Regions from separate parts of the Gasterosteus aculeatus genome. Here region 1 is linked to region 2. Evidence: chromatin contacts called from public Hi-C data. All regions are on one chromosome and are shown on one strand. Each heading gives the region's core, a stretch centred on a gene start, on an enhancer-like site or on the middle of the called end of the contact. The rest is flanking DNA. Distances are from core to core; before and after follow the strand shown. Region 1 overlaps neo1a (neogenin 1a). Region 2 holds the start of neo1a (neogenin 1a).

Evidence for each region. A called contact is a pair of places that touch in the nucleus more often than the background predicts.
Region 1: a contact with region 2 is called in a Hi-C map of skeletal muscle, with 2.9 times the contacts expected there. The contact joins the enhancer-like site here to the promoter of neo1a in region 2. A contact is called at or near these places in 3 of 6 Hi-C or Micro-C datasets (skeletal muscle and whole body).

The regions. Positions count from the first base shown.
Region 1 is chr12:21,161,115-21,168,185 of fGasAcu3.hap1.1, forward strand. All of the region lies in intron 8 of neo1a (neogenin 1a), which reads left to right. Among protein-coding and RNA genes, the nearest start is that of snx1b, 29 kb to the right of the region's middle. Within about 2 kb of position 1,452, at least 3 of the 9 cell types and tissues checked have open chromatin away from gene starts, as enhancers often do.
Region 2 is chr12:21,079,458-21,086,735 of fGasAcu3.hap1.1, forward strand. It overlaps neo1a (neogenin 1a), which reads left to right and starts at 3,257. Exons shown (of 29, transcript XM_078085704.1): 1 at 3,257-3,650; 2 at 4,127-4,264. The coding sequence starts at 4,174.

The DNA.
Region 1 (7,071 bases), core at 202-2,701, 80 kb after region 2:
CTCCGGGTCTCAGAGGATGGATCCAGAAGACGAAGTCGAAGTCGCGTTGATGCTGTTTATTCCCCCCATAAATTATTGACGCCTTGCGCTCGTACAGACGCGTCCGCTGCGGCGTCGCCGCGTCAAAGTCATTTCGCATCACACAGGTGTGATCGATGAGAATGTGTTTGCAGCCTTTTTATTTTATTTTTTTAATAAGCCGGGCTTTGTGATGTGAGTCCATGCCGGGTTGTACTGCTCACACACAGAACAATGTAAATATGAGTGTACAGCCAAAAGTGTGTTTTTTTACAGGATATAAAGTGTATTCCACTTCAGAGGCGCAGGTGCTATCTTTATGCTAAGCTAACCTACGTACGCTCCTACAGCCACCTGCCACCTTTTCTCCCCGTCTCCTCTCACTTTCTGTCTCCCCAGTCTTCCCCCAGCCGCCTGCTCTCTGTGATAATCCAACACCCCCTCCCCTTTCCCCCTCGCCTGGGTCAGGAAACCCGCTCACACCTTTCAGGCTCGGATCGCCACCTTGAAACAGGGCCAGAGAGACCCCAACCCCCCCCCAACCGCCCCGTCTGTCAGTCGGCTGCCTTGCTGTCGGGGAGATAAGCCAGGGACTTGCCACGGGGATAGAGTTGTCTTCACCCAACAGGGGAATCAATGTGGGGGGGGGGGGGTGAAGTGCAACAATATTCATTAGTCGTCTTGATCTCTCTCGACGCTGCGGTTCAACCAAAAGTCACGGCCTTTAGCTGCGTCTGCACATCTAAAACCCTTAAACTGTGTTTTATGTGGGGGGGGGGGGGGGGGTGATAGAGGTCATAAACAGGGCTGGCTGATTGCAGTCTCGAACAGTTTTCCTGGACATTCCAGCGTGTGCATTAAGGGTCGGCTAGTTGCAGACAGATGTGAGTAAACGGGAGCGCAAATGCTGAAAGTGGACCTCATTACGCCGTCTGCTGCGGCCCCGTAGGCCTCTCTCAATGTCCACGGGGAAAGCGCCTCGTTCCGACGGCGTCTTTTCACAGTGCTGTGGCTTTGTGTAGTTGTGCTGCCGGGTCAGCAGTATGCTGTCCTGTTAAAACTACGTCTAGCGTTGTATTACTAGTGTCGCTGCACAGTAGCAAGATCAACATCTCTTGGACATCAGTTGGATCACGGAAACACAATTTACGAATGGAAAGTCAACCTGTAGCTGCCTTTTTAAAGGTGTCTGATTACATCCAGCCAACCTGTGCAGGAACTGGAATCAATAAAGCAGAGTAAATATTATACCGGTAATGAGGTTTTATTTAATTCTCTGTGCATTTTCCCGTGTTCTCTTTACTGAACTATAAATAGAATGGCTTACAGCTGTCATGACGAGTCCACGCACGCAGCGTCAATGTTTGCCACCTTAGAACGCGCTGTGAAAGGGATCATGGGGGAGGTTGTTCCGCTACGGAGGATGTGCTATTTCAGGGATCGTAGTCACATGTCATGCATGGACAGAGTGCGGCAACGATTTTGCGGCCTTCTGCAGGCAGACGATTACGCGGCGCGTTTACGTGATACTGCAGCAGGCGTCAATTACAGCTCGGAGAGGAAACGGGCCCCGCTTCTTTGGGCTTTGAAGTCGTGCACGCCTAGACAAAGCCCTCCTTTTATATAATTGTCATCCTGCCACATGCAGCACCGGGTCTACGACTGTGCCTGGAGTTGCATATGGTGGCAACTACAATGTGAGCCCATCTCTTAAAGATGCAGAGCAGACAGACGAATATATTTTCGAGGGTAACTGTCGGTCTAGAAGTGGAGCGCTGCATATAGCGTTTACATTTCCCGATAATAACCAGAATAGAAAAGCCCCTGCATATTTTTCAACATTGTGTACACTCATTTTAACAACCTTTAGTAAAAAGCCCACTTGTCCGAAAACGCCGTTTTACAGCTAAAAGCTTTAAGCACCTACATTTATATTGTAATATGAAAACGGCATATGGATCTGCATTTAACATTTGCAAACAAAAGAGAAGTGAATGCCTTTGCAGTTTGCTCTTAAGTGCATGTTTTTTTTTAACCTTCTCCTGTTTGCATAAATGGAAGAGATGCGCTGCCATTTGCATCTGATTGCTTATTGTGGCTCCTTCCATATGGCTTCAAAATATGGAAATACTTCCTTGTCTGTGTTTGTCTCTCCTCTGCATCCCGACCCCCCCCCCTCTCCCCCCGTATGTGAATCCCTTTTGATATTTTGCCTCCTAGTGCCCAAGCCAAGTACTTCACCGGTGAGCCGCAAACAAGCTTCCTTGGGTTTGCGAGCTCTGAGCCGCCGTGACGCGATCGTCAATTGCATTGCGCCGCACGAAAGGGAGACATTTCACTGTGTGTTTTGCCCACTTCAGGTAAAATATAACCCAATCGAAATAAATAAATAAAAATAAACCGATGCTGGCCGGTGTGCAAACACTGCTTCGCTGCTGGCTGTTATTCGGGCTCATGGCCAAAAAAGAGAAAGTACAACACTGCATTTCTGATGCAAACGTATTTATTCGAGCTCTTGAAAATGAAACAGGGAGGCATCCCGTCACTCCTTCCACATCTCTCTTTCCCCCTCCCCTTCTCTGCTTCCCTCCCCCCCCCCCCTTTATTGAGCCGCGCTGCCATTAGTCGTCTCTCAGACCTGCGGCAGCAGACAGAAGAGTCCCGTCCTCCCCTCAGAGGTGCCACAACCCCCCCCCCTCTCACTGAGAGACGGAGGTGCGTAATCGAGCGCTCGCGTTGTCTTGCAGGTTGCGCCCCCCCCTCCCCCCTTCCCCCCTCCATCACGCCGTGTACTCGCGTGTGCAGGCATCACCAGCTCTGGCACGATGAACTGGCATGTGAGCCGTCCCCGAAAGCTGCAGCTGGACAGATAGTGGGAGGCTTTGTTTATACAGCGTAACTTCATTAGTGAATCCATTGATCGCGGGCAGACTCGACTACCAGACGTCCCCGTGAAATGACACGGACACCAGGAGTCTCTCTCAGTCTTTGCGGATGGAAATAACCAGGAGCACCGGCTTTGTCACGGCCTTTGATCTGGGCCAAGACGGTTAACACCTAATGAGGATTAGGCGCCGGGAGTGAGGAAACCCCCCCCCCACACACAAGTTTTATTTAGATGTCAATAACGCACAAATGAAGTGGAAGTTCAATGCGGCCCGTGAGGACAAAGTAATCCGAGAGCCCTGTGTTCTGTCAGTGTACCGTCACAAACCGTGGACGACTCTAGAGGGATGATTTTTTCCAAACAGAACTGGCACGGCAGCCTTTAAAGTAGGAGGGGTCTCCCAGTCCCGCTGTACTGTAGCTGCTTCACTTCATTATGAATCCACATCATTTCAAATGTAACCGGATCACCAACAAACAACAGAGAAACGCTTCCCGTCATGGAGGCAAAGGCGCATTTGTGTGCCAGACGAGCCGCAGACGGGGGGGGGGCGGGACCCTTCCTCTTCATCCCCACCATCGTCACCACCTTATTCCCTCGCCAACTCAATAAGTGAGAACAGGCCTTTAAAAGAGCCCGAACCCTCCACCCGCACTCCATCCGAGCGAAAAAGCCCCGGCCCACTTCGGGGAATACGGCGCTCTCCACCAACGTGCCGGAAAGGGGGGTCACGGCCGGGCCAGCGGGAGCGTGAGTGTGTGATGCTGCGAGCGTGTTTACTGTTGGCACCGACCGTCTGCATCGGCGAGGGGGGGGGGGTCAAACAGCACCCTGCAGGGCTGCCACTCCAACCACCCGTGTGATGTCCCGTCTCTGGTCTGATTCGGGGTGTGGTTCGATTTTACGATTGCAATTTCCCAGAGTCGACCTGGCGCCGTAATGAGCGCTCAACCCCCCCCCTGCCCCCGCAGAGCGGGGGAGAGAGAGAGAGAGAGGAGTCTGTTGTTGGCACCGAGCGCGAGCGATAAAAACTGCCAACCGGGGGGACGGAGTCGCCTCCAAGAAAGTCGTTCAAACATCAATTAACAGCGAAAGTAGCTGTTGTTCAGCAGCTCGGCGCTCGGCGCCTGTAGCTGCAGCCTGTGTCGTGCACGGCGGGTGCTGTTATAATAATGAGCACCTTAATCTCCACCCGCAGCCTTGAGAAGCGTCTTTTTTTGGTGGGATTTTGTTGATTAAACAAACATGATAATATTGTTGTTTCATTTGGAACCTTGTCGGGTTTTTTTTTTTTTTTTCTTCTTCTTTTTTTAATAAATGCTTGGGATCATGAAAAGAGAATGTGAAATCAGGGGGCTTTTGACGGAGAATATTAATCACATGCAAATGTGAATATATTCCACTAAAACTCTGCCTCGGAGCGGAATATATTGAAATTCAAATTGAGGTGATAAAAAAAAAAAAAAAAATGTGCACACAGTGTCTTAACTGAAACATACACGCGCGCACACACGCACGCACCGCGTTAGTGAAAGTGATTAGTGAATGTGTGCCCGCCCCCCCCGGGGCTGATCAGAGGGATTGTAGCCTAAATTGATTGTGAGGAGGTGAAATCAGCCTCCACCAAATAGCAGTTTATTGGAGCGCCGATGTCTAAGTAAGTGTTTGTGTTGTGGCTCCGTCTCTCTGCGTGTGTGTGTGTGTGTACTAGGTGAGGCTGATCTTTTCCGTGGGTTGTATTTACTCGGCTGTGGTGGAAACCTTCCCTCATTTATAAATGTTCTGTCGTTCCCAGTGTCTATTTTTTGCTCCTGTTTTGTTTTTTGTTTTTTTCAGTTAAAAGGTTAAGAAGTAGCTTTCGGTCGCTGCGGTTTCCTGAAGGGTCGGTCTGGGTATCAACACCAGTTTTAGGCCTCGCTGTCTGCGTCCGTCTACTCTCTTTCTTATTTCGCACCATGACACACTCAGGATGCCGGTCTCGTCTCGTGTTTACTGGACGTCCCTCCAGGTGCGAAAAATTGGAGGAACCGCATGGCACAAAAACATCACTTTCCTTTCACACCCTTCCCCTTAGCTGCAGGGGGCCTGACCCCTGTGAGCGGCGCCGCTGGAGCTTTTATGCACTTCCCCCCTCCTCCATTTTCCCTCCCTCGCGCCGCCCTCCCATTTTTTCCGTGAGCTAAAAGTAGAACAGAGAGCAGCATCACAGCGGGCCGGCGGCGCCCTCTCGGTGGGTCGGACCGAGGGAGGCGGCTCTGTCCGTGCAGTTGGAGCCTGATTAGCTGCCTGTTTGTTAGCGCGTCTCCTGAGAGGGGGGGGGGGCTGGTGCAGCTGCTCCCACTTCTGCAAACATCCTATTTGACCTTTTCGGCCCTCTCCTGCTTGTTCTGCTGCACTCACTTTATACACAAGGCGTTGCAAGGGCCTGTACACACACACACACACACACACACACACACACACACACACACACACACACACACACACACGCGCGCGCGTGGCTACAGAGAGCGTTCTCTGACATGAATGACTTCATCCCGGCTGCTCGCTCTGTTCCCCTGGAAAGGTTGACTCGTACCCGTGTACCTCCGAGGTGTTACGGCGTCGTGGGCGGCGGCGGCGGGACGCTCGGGAGACGCGCGTTGATCCCGAGCGTCCTCGCTTCGTTTTCCCAGACAGCACGCGGAGCACGTGATGCAGATCTGTGCAAGCGGGAAGGGAGGAGGTGGTAGAGGGAGGGGGTACATGTGTTTGATGGTGAAGGGACGCTGTACGTACACTCGGCGGATGATTAATTATTGATGCCCCCGACCCCATTCAATTACTGCCGCCTTTTAGGAAGAAAAGGCTGGTTGGTTTTCCCCTCATTTTGAGATCCGCTGCTCCCATAATGCATTTGACATTGAGCAGATTCCCACACAGTAAATAGCTGAGCACAAAACATCCTACAGCATCGCCACATGGCATCCAGGAGGCCTGTGGAGACCTCCGATCGGTCCTCCTCCCAATGAGGACATTTGTTCAATTTTTGGAAAATAAATAAGAAGGTGATTCGTTCCCCAGGAACGTGCCATAGTTTCAGTAAGTTTGACCGCTGCGTCCAAGAAAGTGATGAGGAGGAATGTGGAAGATGCTGTTTGACGTTTTTGGAGAATCGGATAAGAGACAGAAAAGCGGGTGATTATGTGGGCGCGAGTTGGAGCACCACGTCTCTTGGAGCCCTTGTGAGGTTTTGATCTGCACTTTAATCCTGACGCTCTCTGAGTATCAAAAGGAAAACCAACCCCACAGACCTGATACTGAGATGATCACGTGCTCACCACACAGGAACCAGGAAAAGGTCCAAACACTCCTCACGTGGAATACAAGCACAGGAACATTTGCAGGGATTTAGTTATTTGGCCTTGTGCACAAAGCACTTCAATCCCTTTTTTTCGGGGGGGGGGGGGGGGGGGGGGGGGGGTGACTCACACTTCTATCTAGCGTTAAGAACCGAGTTCATTATTCCTCTCGACAACTTGGTCGAGAGGAATCTTGAGAGAAGAAAAGAAAAGCAAGCTGCTCGGTCGGCCTCTCGCTCTTCTCTCCTCAACGCTCACTTAGTCTTCCCTTTGTTTGTCTCGCTCGGTTTCCTTCCTCGTGGGAGCTTCTCAGACTCTTTTTTTTGGGGGGTCTGGCTTTTATTTCCAGCCTTATGTTGAAAGGGGAGAAAAGCCGCCATGTTGTCACTCGCACTCCCTCGACCCGGTAGCGGGCCGTGAGCTCCGTGCTGGATCCGCCTCCCATGCGGTCGTCCTTTACCGAACCACATTAGACGCGGCGTGTTTGTCTTTGTTCTGACGATGGAGAAGCCACCAAAGGATTTAACGCTAAAAGTTACCAGGCTTCAATCCGAATTTTTCACCCGGGAGACAAAGGGCCTCGTCTTCCAGCGAGATATTTTAAATGAATGCTTTTTCTGTGCATCTCTTTTCCTGACTGTTGTGTGTACTTGTTTCCCAGATTTATTATGCAGATCCAGAGTAACCTTCCTCATTAAGCCTTAATGCCAGCCATTCATTGCCTCTGGCACAGAGACTAATGGCACAATTAATCAGCTATGAATAGAGGCAGTGGGAGGCTGACGCCTCCTTACAGTAACAGTTAGTGGCTCAAGGTACAAGACG
Region 2 (7,278 bases), core at 2,007-4,506:
ACAAAATTGATTCCATCGCTCACTTTTCTCCACCCTTGCACTATAATTCGGCACTAGATCGGTCTCCTGAGAGCCGACCTCCAGCCTCTGGTCTGAATCTTGCATTTCTAGTATTCTACTTCACGTGCTCTTGGATCTGCTGCTCTTCCCTCTCCATCCTCGTCCTCGCCGTGACTTCTGACGTCCATCAGGCCGCTGATTTCAGCGTGTGAGCCGCCCCCGTCCCAGCAGCGCACCGAGAGCCAATTGCACCGAGAACGATGATCACCGGCCCTCCAGCAAAAGACTGAAGACGAGGTAAGAAAGTGCTGACTTGTGTGAGCTGAGCTGTGCCAGCCTTCTGAAAATGTGCCCATGCAAGCACATGTATGAGATGGGGGGGTGGGGGGGTGGGGGGGTGCACGCCGGCTGCTTCCTGCTGAAGCGAGTCGTGTGCTGCGCAGTGGCAGGTGAGGCCGCTCCATGAGGCCGTGTGCTGCTGCCATCTTTGGCCCGGGGTTTGGGGGCCAGGTACACGACAGCTGTTTGTCTCCGTGGGCAAATATACTCACCACACACAAACACACACACACACACCCATGGGTGTCGGGTCGAATGTGTCAGATGAAATATCACTGCTGCCTCATATTTGAAATGTGCTCCTTTTTCTTGGGGAATTAAGCACTTACACTGAAAGGCATAGACAACAAATGCACATTTGGTTCCTGGTTAATTCATGGCACGGTAATCGAATTGCATTGTGATTTAGCGTTGGATCCTGTGCATAAATAATCCACAGGATGCACCGAATGCCACTTGAAGGACTCTTTACTCTGCTTTGATCTGAAGCTTGTGCCTCTTAATCTGGACCTAAATAACACGGGGAACATGGTGGATCACATTCAACAGGTGGATCACATGCAGCTCAATCACAGTATTATACAATATAATCCACAATTGCTAAATCAACAGTAATGCAAAGAAGGAAATGCTTATGCTTAAATAATATTGCATTATTATTTGGATATAAAAGTGATGCAATAGAATCCTTGAATCGGTTCTGGCTGTAGCCCCTCCCCCCCCCCCCCCAGGTCCCTAAACTAACAGCAGCAGCCGTCTTTTACCTCCGTCCGTGCAGCTTAATGATGCCCGAGAGTTGTTTTTTACTGTACATATGGTTGCTTCTTTTAAAAAGGGTTACAAATATAGAGAAACGTTGCGACTCAACAGCTGCTTTCCAGTTAATCCACGTGCTCCCTGCGCACTAATCCAACGGCCATTTACTCCACGGCCCGGTTGCCATTACTTGGTTCACGATGTGAGTATCTCTTTAATGTTGGAGATTTGAAATTTGGTATGACCTTGTTCTTTAATCTGCAAGAAATATGTTCTCACAACGCAGAGCAACAGGCCGTGGGAAAAACACACACACACACACACACACACACACACACACACACACACATGCAGTGTTAAAGAATTAGGAATTAGAAGTGAGCTCCAGCCCAGCTGTGTGCATGTACATGATATAATTGGCCCTGTGGATGTGATCTGACTTCAACAGGCAGGTCTGCGGTGGAATATACTGCTTCATTATAACGAGCAGAGGGGTTCCGTGCAATGTTCTGGCTTTGTTTCAGCGGACTGAGGATTTGTCTTGTAGGGGAACAAATGTTGGCCATTACATTCTAATGCAGGGTCATGTAAACCGAGCCACAAGCCAAAACCACGATCATCTGTCAGATAGTACTGTATGTTCTATGTGTACCATTATCTCATGGTGTCATGCATTAACGCAGCTCTACTGTGGAGAGAATTGTGTGATTTATCCAGTGCAATCTCACAATGTAACACAATTGTCAACGTTTGAAACAGGGAATGTAGAAAAGCTTATTTGCTTTTTTAATCACAATCGTTGCATAGAAAAGCTATTTTCTGAAAGAGAGGTGCAACATGTTTAGGATAGTCTTTACATTAGATACCATAAAAGCTTTGCTACACAATGCAAATGTTTTTTAAAAGGTTTTCATGATGACTTTTAAAAAAAAAGGAGAAAATATAAAACTGATTTTTTAGCTCGTCATAGGTTAGTCATTGGTCATCAGTGAAGACAAACTAAACCGGTTATGACACCACATCATATAATACGTCACACATGGACATTCTTGCTCATTGTCCAACTTATGGATCCCAGAGAATCTCACTCGCATCAACACTCATTTGCTTAAACCCTTTGAATCGATGTGTCTTTCCTCTCACGTGCAATTCGCCCGTCTGCCCCCTACTGCCCACTAGGGAGCACGGCAGTATTTCTACGCATGCCTTCTTCTCCACAGTCCTTCTTAACTGCGCTAAGTGTCCTAGAGTTTCCTTGAGATGTGTTCAGGGCCGATAACAAGGAATCCGAGTCTGCAGGAACCGGGGGGGGAAATGTTCATGATTAATACGTCGTGGATTACTTAAACCAGTGGGGGGAGCTGTTCCGTGGGTCTGAGTGTTTTATTGGGGCACGCAGTGTTTCCTAACAAGCCAGCCTTCCCCTTCCCTTCTCCCCAAAGCCTCGTCACAAGCTGGAGGAGAATACGGGCCCTTGTTTTCTTCGCCGTCGTAATGACGCTCCATTTAGCTACAAGCAAGGGGTTGTTTAAAGAAAGCCTTCCGACAAACGAAGAGCTCTCCTCTGAAAGGGGAGCGACGCAAATGTCTTTTTCACCTTGGACGATGGGTCTTTTAATCCTGTACCACAACACACGAGGATGTTTACGACCTCTGCTCCTCCATCTTCCGCTGTCCTATAGTCACACACACACAGGATTAATTTAAGAAACTTGATCTCAAACTTAAGGGACTTAATCCTACCTTCTGATTTCCAGCCACGATGTGACATCATCTTCTGGATTCAAGATACAGATGTTGACCTCTGCGTGCCTTTGGGCTTCAGCGAACTGCATGCTTGACGGGAACTTATTTTCTAATTATTTGGGCAGTGTATGAACTACTTAAGAGGTCATCTGCCATGGGTAAGGTCAGGATGTGCTATGAATCACAGGATTTTAAGAGACTGTGGTTCACTGCCGTTGAACTCTTGTGGCATGAATTAAGATCATGTTTTATTGCTTTTCATCAGGCTCTCAGTCGGTGTCCCCGTGTAGACTGTGGCTCAATTTGGGTGGAGGGTAAATCCACCTCATTTTATCCACATTCTTATTTGCACGGATCAGCTGTAGAGATACAGGATAGAGCAAAAGCAAAGTGAGTTAATCTGAGATGAATCTGAAAGTAAAACCCAGAGTTCTCACTGGGTCCCAAACTGCCCAATTGATTTACATTTACCCAAATTACACGTAGTGTAGTTGGGCCTTTATTGGGCACTTCTGCAAATACAGCAGGTACATTGGACCCCAAGTTACTATCAACTTCACCATCTATCAACGCAGTAAAAAAAGAAAAAAAGAAATTAAAGTTGGATTTGCGCAGTTTTCCGCGCACCTGCGGCGCTGAAACGAGGCGCCTTCCCCTCGGATCGAATCCCGGCCCGTGTTTTAGTCGCAGCCTCGGCGCCGGCGGACCGGAGCGGGATCCGAGCTTCCGCCCCGCTCCGCGCCCTGTTTTCCGGGGAGCCGCCGGAGATCCAGCCCTTCAACACGCTGCTCTCTTACGTCCCGGCGCCGGTGAGCAGAGAGCTGTCCGCGGCGCAGATTCCTGCTTCTGGTCGGATCGGATCCCCCCCCTCCTCCTCCTGTAACCCCCCTCCCCAGATATTTTGTTTTCCGCTCCCCGGTTTCTCGCTCCGACTGGGCGCTTTTATATCGCGCACGTCGGCGCTCAGTCGCCCGCAGCTCTTTTTCGTCCTTGTGCTGCGCCTCCCGTGGCAATGGATTGATTTCTGCGCGCGTGTGTGTGTGTGTGAGTGCGTGCGTGCGTGCGCGCGTGTGTGTGTTTTTCCCTTCTCCGACCTCTGCCTCGACCAAGTTGAGCAAACAGTCTCTCTCTCTCTCGCTTCCCAGCTATTCATGTTTCCTCCGGACAGTTTTAAAAGAACCAGACTGCGGATGTTTCTGCACATTTTAGGACTTTGAACTTTTTTTTTTTTTTCTTGCAGGATTTTAAGGAATTTTTTTTAATTTTTTTTTTTTTTTTGTTAAAGCTACTGCGGGGTTCCTGACGCCTGCAAAGATTAATTGGTGAAAAGTGATGGCCGAGCGGGGAGCTCTGTCGCTCCTCTCTCTCCTCTGTCTCACCTTCCTCCGCACGGAGACCACCGCGGCGAAGCATGTCGACAAAGGTAAACACCTCCTCCTCCTCCTCCTCCTCCTTCTTCTCCTCATCCGCTGCTTTTGTTATGTTATGCTTATGTTTTGTTTTGTGAAAGCCGCATTCTCACTGACATCGTATCCCGAGTTGGGGGAAATCAAAAATGTAAAAACAAAAAAAAAGCCCAACTGCACCGCGTCGCCGTGGAAGTCTGAGCCGAACGCGGCTCTCTGCGCTGCGTTCGGCTCCTCTTCCACCATTTCACCAACTTCAGGAGTCTCCGCTCCCCAGGACGCTCCTGGATCGGCTCCGTTTAAAGCAACACGCCCCCCCCCCCCCCCCCCCCAAACCCCGTCCTTCCTTTTGTCCTCACCGAGGCTCATTGAGACAGAGCCGCTCGTAGGCGTCTCTGTTTGTCTTTCGGGTGATTCGGAGACATACGGCGTGAAGGTGTTTTCGCAAATGTGCCTTTTTGGCTTCTGGAGATGCACAAATAAAAATGGACGAAACAAGACACGTTTGCTGTGGATGACTTGTGAGCATCTCTCAACTTGTGTCCCTCGGTGCTGAATGTGGGCCAATAATCATCAGTCCTGCACATGCACGCGTTTTGGTCATTGTTTTTTAACCCAGCTGCTGGTTGTTTCCCTGATATTTGGTGGAAAGAAAAAAAAAATCCATGTGCATGTAAAATGTCTGCATCATTCTATGGGAATGCTCCAAATCCCAAACCAGCACCATCAAGTCACATCTTTATCCCGTCTAAGCTGTCAAACGCAGCAGCATGTCCTCTGGAAAACATTTGTAAGTGTAACTGACTCTAGTGCAACATGTCCCCCTCCCACAGTCATTCTGCTCATAAGCAAAACAGTTGTGTGGGGGGGGGGGGGGGGGGAATAAATAAATAATGAAGCAGTTTATTTTGAAACGGAATGAATGCGCACAGAATGTCGGGCCTTGGAGTGACAGGCCCGGGCTGGCTGTTCTCCTGATGAAAGAGCCTCTCCTGCATGAAAAGCGCTCTGCAGTGGTGGAGGGGAGATAGAGAAGCAGAAAAAAAAAAAAAAAAAAAGAACGCCCCTCCTTTGGCTTTGCTGGATATCGGTACAAAAGGGAAGGATGGGGGTAGGGTGAAACAGCCCTGACTGTCTGGAAAGTAATAAAACCAGGAGATTAAGGGGACCAGGGAGTTCCTTTGGGAGCTTTGATTGATTCCAGAGAATCGGACTGGGACCCACACGCAGAGAGAGTCTCCAATTACTAATTGTGGGGTCCCCTTCTCTGAAAATATCAGTTTATTCAAAGCACATTTCTTTGCGGTCCTGGCTGTGGCCACAACTTATCTTTCTCAAAGTTGGCATGGCTGCAACCCTCAGAGACCCAAATGACTTTTACTATTATGACCTGTAAAAGTGTTTTTCTTTTTTTTTTTAAAAAAGGTCAAAGTTTGTCTTTGGCAGATAAGACGCTGCTGGAGTGTAAAATCCGTTTAGGCTCCGTCTTATCTCTGTAATCCTGCTGGGAGGGAATCGCTGATTTGTCTCAGCGGACAATGCAGATAACCAGTGAAATGTGTAAATATTTGTTGACCCTCTCGGCAGGGTTTCTTTTTTTTCCCTCACACACCACCTCAGATACAGACTTCTTCACGAACAACGGTGATTGAAGGCCGTTTTCTTCCCTGTGGACTCTGCTGCCTGGAACATCATTACCACTCTTTTGGGTTGTTGCGTCTGCAAAGCCCTGTTGGTTCTGAATCCCAGCGTGTGTGAAGGGGGAGGAGAAGGGAAGGATTAAATCTTAGATCTCATTCATCCTGCATCTGAAAAACCTTTTCCGTTATCACCTCCGTCACACAGTGTGTTTTCTATGCAAAGAACCCCTGAGAGGTGTCTCCTCCAACCCTCCACACGCATTCCTTGTTACAGCTCAAAATAGAATCTTTTCCACGTGTCCACATCGTGTGCCGATGAGTTGAGTGGGGGAGGAGGGGGCGTCACCTGTTGTCTCTGCCATATGGAGAATGCCGTTGATGCTGATCATTTATTTATGGGCACCGATCGCTCGTAAAGTCCTAATGGCCTCCGCCCGCCCGCCCGCGGGACTCGGTTTGTGTCCTCCCGTTGGAGGCGCTTCGGGACAACCGGAGAAATAACATCTCCATTGGCGGAGGTTAAGATGGCGGCGATTTATTAGAACGGTAGTCGATTTGCTCCTGTGCCGACTGAAGATGCCGTCTGAGAAATACTGTGGTACCAAGTCAATATTCTGCGTTCGTTCTTCCGCGTTACTGCAGGAACCACCGGTTGCTCAGATGAGTCCTTCAGGCTTCCTAACACGCTAATTCCCGTTGGTGCTCCCCTGCTATTCCATCTTCTGTTCCAACCCTTTAAGGATCAATGTGTCCTACCAACGTTCCTGCTATGATGCTGCGATATTGTCCCCTTTTGTTGTGCTAACAAATCGGTGTAGACATCCACAGGAGGAGAGCGCGTAACGGAAGCTAGAAGCTAATCGAGGTGCAGACGGCTAAACCTGTGACTCAGGCGCTACTGGATCATGTATCTGCAGGATTTACGTATCGCAGCTCACATGCGTTTGCTCCCTGATGGTAATAACAGCAAACTCTCGCGCGCCAGCTGTTTGCCCCGGAGGTGCGATGCCGGCGCCCCAGATTGAACCACCACCACCTCTTTTACCACCTCGAATTGGATCCGGCGTCTTCCTCCCGTGTGTTTGTTGATGGCTGTTCTGCGCGGCGGTTCATCGCTGTTCCTCGCGCCGGCGTATGGAAAGGCCGCTTTGGAGTCGAGAGGAGCCGAGTGGTCGTGGGACGCGTCCACGGCTCCTGCTGCCTTCCATCTAAGATGAAATTGCCTCAATCAGCGCTGCGGTGCAAAGAAACACCATTGAAGTCTGCTGCTGATGTCTCTCCAACGATACCAGCTGCTGTTTCTGGAACGCATTTCGTTGCCTTGATAGACCTTTTTTTTTTTTTTTTTAGGGCTGTATGAAGTTTCAACCACATTTAGTTATTTGTATTTT